Linked DNA regions of Rattus norvegicus: region 1 is linked to region 2. Evidence: chromatin contacts called from public Hi-C data. All regions are on one chromosome and are shown on one strand. Each heading gives the region's core, a stretch centred on a gene start, on an enhancer-like site or on the middle of the called end of the contact. The rest is flanking DNA. Distances are from core to core; before and after follow the strand shown.

Evidence for each region. A called contact is a pair of places that touch in the nucleus more often than the background predicts.
Region 1: a Hi-C map of Schwann cells shows a contact between it and region 2, with 6 times the contacts expected there. The contact joins two enhancer-like sites. A contact is called at or near these places in 2 of 12 Hi-C or Micro-C datasets (Schwann cells and psoas muscle).

What each region holds. Positions count from the first base shown.
Region 1 is chr18:51,388,199-51,390,898 of GRCr8, reverse strand. No RefSeq gene overlaps it. Among named protein-coding and RNA genes, the nearest start is that of Gramd2b, 690 kb to the left of the region's middle. Within about 2 kb of position 1,323, at least 22 of the 93 cell types and tissues checked have an H3K27ac peak or open chromatin away from gene starts, as enhancers often do. A contact at or near this core is called in Schwann cells, where this site is marked.
Region 2 is chr18:50,818,890-50,821,589 of GRCr8, reverse strand. No RefSeq gene overlaps it. Among named protein-coding and RNA genes, the nearest start is that of Zfp608, 210 kb to the right of the region's middle. Within about 2 kb of position 1,304, at least 24 of the 93 cell types and tissues checked have an H3K27ac peak or open chromatin away from gene starts, as enhancers often do. A contact at or near this core is called in Schwann cells, where this site is marked.

The DNA.
Region 1 (2,700 bases), core at 74-2,573, 570 kb before region 2:
TGCAGGACACGCAGTGATGGGTCATTAATTTTAATGAACTAAAACTGGGAACTGGAGTTTGAAGCCAGAGGGGGAATTCAGCTCTGCTGCCCATCCCCCCACCGGGTACCTCATTTCTTCTGTCTCATACTTTTAAGGAAAGAGGCCAACTTTATTTCCTCTAGCCCGACTGTTTGAAAAAGCATAAGAAAACAATCTCTGATCCACTTCTAGTTTGGGAGTGGTTAACTACCTTGCTAAAATTGTCTTTCAAGCACTAAGCTTAATAAAATGTTCGGAATGATTTGTAACTTAAGTGTTCCTAATGGTTTTGGCTGATTAAAATAATGCAAATTTATATCAGTTTTACCCAGCACATACATTCTAAAATAATTTTTTTGTCATCTCTTGTAAAAGTTGCAGGTCAAATTTTAAACAACCTACTGAGATGCCCCTTGTCTGTATGAAGATTCTGTATCAGCATCCAGTGAGTGCCTTAATGAGCTATGCACCCAAGCATCGTATAAACATTATTCACAAGTCTGTTTCCATATACCTCTGCCTACATCTGAACCAAATTAATGGGTATCTGTTCAATAAAAAATGAGTTTAGACCTTTTTCATTTTATTTTACTGAAAAGAATTATTATATGCATCTAAAATCAGAAGTGATTGCTTCAATGCTGTGTCATATTTCAATGTCTGTTTTTATACTAATTATGAAATTTGTCACCAACATATAAAGGGTCACAGCCATAAGATTTAAACTATTGACATCAGACTGTGTATTCTGTGCTTTTAAAAGGCAAATTTAGATTCATATTTTATATTAAAAAGTGTGATGGGTTTTAACCTTCCCTCTGATTTTTAGATTTCTTATTCTCAACTTAATAATTGATACAACTGGAAAAAATATCATTCTTGATGATTTCATCAACAAAAGCATGTCCTTGATAACAGGATGGGTCTATGCCTTTATTCACTCACACAAGATAGGCACATGCAAATGTGTGTGCTTGCCATGCCTACATTTTTGCTTAATGAAGAGCTTAATAAAAATCAGCATTCATAGCCTCTTCGTAGTCAGATAAATTAGTTAATGCACAATAAGCAGCTCTTATGTATAATGCAAAAGATTAGTCTTGTCATTTGCATAATGTGATACAAACGGCCCCCTGTTTCAAAAAGCAGCTCCCCCATTAAATTCAAGTCAAAAGCTGGATGACGTCAGTGAGGTAATTGGGCTTCATTTGGCATATCTCATTCATTGTGTGGAGTTCAGGGCCCTATCTGAGCGTGGTTGACAGCAGTGCTGAAAGGCACTGGCCATGTTCAGAAGCAAAACTCTCCAGTCTGGGGGATAAGTGTGCTTACACTGACCCTGCCTCGCTACTGGATCCCTGGTAGAAATGCATTGGGCACTCTGCCCTGTGCACACATAGATAGAGAGCTAAGTGCTGACAGGAACTTGCTGAGAGGGTGGAAACCCCTGCTTTTACCAGTAGCTTTTACTAGAATTCCTGGCACAAAGCTCTGACCCTGGACCTTCCCTCCTGCCCTCACAGAATAACCCATGTTTCTGAGAAAGAAGGGGGCATTATTTGAAAACTAATGTAGTTCTGAGTGTGTGAATTTGCATGTGCACATGTTTTCTTTCTCTCTCTCTCTCTCTCTCTCTCTCTCTCTCTCACACACACACACACACACACACACTTCCACATGGATAAAAATCAACAAAGAACAGAAAGGCTGACTATACATACTCCATTTTCAGTTTCTTCCATAAAAATAGTATTTGGACAAACGTAAACTAATAACTTCTGAAAACCATGGTGTTTATTAGCCCTCTCACTAAGATTACTAAATTAATTTTTCAGGAAAGTGATTGTTAGAAATGCAAGTGTTGGGACTGGAGAGATGGCTCAGCGGTAAGAGCACTGATTGCTCTTCCAGAGGTCCTGAGCTCAATTCCCAGCAACCACATGGTGGCTCACAAACATCTGTAATGGCATGTGATGCCCTCCTCTGGTGTGTCTGAAGACTGCTAGAGTGAACCCACATATATGAAATAAATAATTCCTTTTTTAAAAAGGTGTTTTTAATCATAGATTCCACACTGTACTTTTCATTATGGTTTACAGCATTTTGAAAAACACAATCCAAGAGTTTATGGGTACGTGGACAGTTCCATTCACACCACGTTCAAGGTCTAATTCTACCTAGCTGTGTGTTTATATGCAATCATACTATCTTTGAAAGGGTGAAATGAGCAGTGGAATGCTTAAGTTTGGTTTAAATATTGTCATAGGAGTTTTTATTATTGCTCAGAAGTAATATGGAAGAAGCTAAAGGTAAAAGTCATTGTTGAAACTTATCCAAACATGCATATATTCAAAATTGTACATAAAAGGAGAGAATGGCCTTTTGGTTTAAAAAAAAACCAAGAAATTAAAGATTTAAAACTCAGAAGGAGACATGGTAGGTGCCTGTAATCCCAGCATTCCGTTGGGAAAAGCAGATGGATATTTGTGAAGCTGGGAACAGCTTTGTCTACACTGCAAATTCCTGGCCAGCCAGGGCTACATAGTGAGACCCCATCTTAAAAAGAAAACATATTTCAGTTTGATAATTTGATTGCAGTAAATTTAAATCATGTATTGGTCATCTTTTACTGCAGCTCAATGATACAAGTAGTAGACAAATAATGCTAATTTGAATAGC
Region 2 (2,700 bases), core at 55-2,554:
CCTACACCACATTAAATTTCTGTGACACAATAGTAAGGATCTGTGAATTTCAGGAGAATATTTAGGAGATGACAAGGATTATGGAGGAAACAAAATGACCTTCGGTTGTGTGTCTTCCTGGCAACATTGGCTAGAATCTTCCGTCAGATTTCAGCAAATATTGTAGAAACTTTGGAAACAACACCCGTTTGCACCCAGAACACCCAGCTTATGGGCGAGCCTGAAGGCACACACAAACTTTCTTTAGACTTTTTCTCATTCAGCCAGCACTACTTAGAATCCTTCAGTTCCTCCCATTTCTCAGCTTCCTCTCTCACAGTTTCTATTCTATTTCTCCTCAAACAATTGCAGGAAAGAAGAGAAAGAAAAGTCCATTCAGAAAGCACCCACCAGTCAGTTTCCTGGTTTGCTGAGGTCGAGCTGCTGTTTCTATGATTGTCCTGCCCTTTTTTTTTTTTTTTTTTTTTTTGAGACTTGAAAGGTTTTTGCTTTTTAAAACATTTTATCCAGGGTTCCCATCCTTCCGTGACTCCCTGCTGAGAGAGCTGCAGTGTGATTCGGGAGTATTTATGTGAACACTGCTGAGTTCATCTTGCATTATTTAGAGACACAAAGGAAAATTCCTGACATAGTGTGCTAAGGACACCCTCAGTGTCAGTAGGGAAAAAAATATTTTAAAGTATTGTTTTCTCATTCTGCTATGAGGCCTTCCTGAGTCAAATTAATCTAACTAAATTCTGCCCAGTTCAGACTGAATGGTTTAGGTGTAATTGTTTAAAATGGTCACTTTGCTCTGGTATTATTTGTTCAATAAAGTTGGGGGTAGGGGCAGGGGGAGACTACTCCACAAAGAAAGAAGGAAGACATAGCAGTCACCATTCAATTAGGCCTAAAGGCAGCCACTTGGGTTTCTCTCCCCACCCTGTAAGTAAAGTCTTACCCTTTGACTCACCCTCTTTATGGAAAGAAATGTACGATTGAATAACGTGGGGCTGTTCTTTTGGAACTATGCCTCGAAGAAGATTCTAGCACATGCGGAATTTTGGTAGGAACTGATTACAGAAGAACTGACCACATTATTTTATTTTTCTTGTGGTTAAAGCTCTAGTTTGGAAAAATACAAAAGGGCAAAAAACTGTGTGTGTGTGTGTGTGTGTGTGTGTAGAAGGGGGTGGGGGTGGCTGGGGGGCTGTTTCTGGGTGAATGAGGAGCTAATGAAGATTCCATTGGTTCCACAAGCCAAGGAAAGATTCCCACAGTCCAGAACAAGCTGTTTCTCAGCCAGTAATTTCTAAGTCTTTGTTTCCCCACTTTGGAATTCTGACTACAGCCATGTTACCAAGCCAACTGGGCTTACTACAAAGACTCACAGAAGCTCTTTTTATCGCAAGATCAAGACAACAATTGTGTGCCTACAAGAAAAGAACAAGGAAAACCATCCAACAAGCATTAAAAGAACAATTCTAGAGATAGTTGCCTTTGAACTCCAATAATGGGCAACATTCAATCTCGAGACTTGAATTCCACCTTAAAAGAATTCATTACCAGTTGCCTTGCCTGGTAATTGCAAGAGTCGCTGGCAAGCGTTCCACCGAAGCCAGCATTCCTCTTGTCAAATGTAATATTTTGCAGTGGTGTTGAATCCAATGCCCTGGTCACATTGTAAACTGACGTTTACAGACTTGGTTTTGTGAATCATAGAGTTCCGTTAGGAAAGAGAACACACCTAAATTTTGCCTTGGCTTCAGCACAAACTCCAGAAAATGGAGTATTGTTTTTTTGTTTTTTTTTTTAAAGCTTGTTCTGAGATATCACTTCCTGGCTGGGACAGGGTACTGTACACATAGATGCGGTCTGTAGGCATGTGTAATGGCCAGGTGAAAAGACAGGGTAGCCAATCAGGATGCTCTCTGTGTTTTCCTTTAGCTGTGACTTGTAAGCAAGTTTAGCTCCACATGGAAGAAAATAAGGATTTTCATCATGAGCAAACTCTTCAATTTCTAATGTGCATTTTAGAGGAAAATTGGATAAGTCTTATCTTTGACCAAAATCTGAAATTACTTACCTAGACCCAGAGATTTTAATCCAATGTGAATTCTTTGCTGCCTCTAGAAAGCGTTTCAGATAAATAAATAAGTAAATAAATAGTCAATGATAAATTAAACATGTGGGCTTTTTATTTTTAAGTTAGGTTGAAATCGTTTTTATGTATAGGCTAATAAGACTGAAAATTTTTATTTTCCATTAAATTTAGTTATTTGACTGGAGAAGAAACACAACTTGTAGAAGTCAGTTCTCTCCTCTACCACGTGAGTCCCAAGACTCAAACTCAGATTGCTAGGCTTAGCCACAAGCCTTGTATCCACTGAGCCATCTTGGTGGCCCCAAGTTAATTAGCTAGTTAATTAATTAATGGTGTGTGTGTGTGTGTGTGGTGTGTGTGTGTGTGTGTGTGTGTGTGTGCCCCCGTGCGCACGCGCTAAATGTTAACATGGAGATCTATTCTTTTTACCTATAAACTGCCCTAGGTAGTAAACTTCATAAATTTTGCAAGCCATTTTTTCTTACTTAGTAATTTGCTATAAAAATCAAATTATTGTGAAAAAAATCCTTTTGTATTTTCAGATCTATCTTGGAAGACTAGTGGTTCCTAAAGAATAATAATGACTTAATTGTTAGCCAGCAACAAAATTTTCTTAC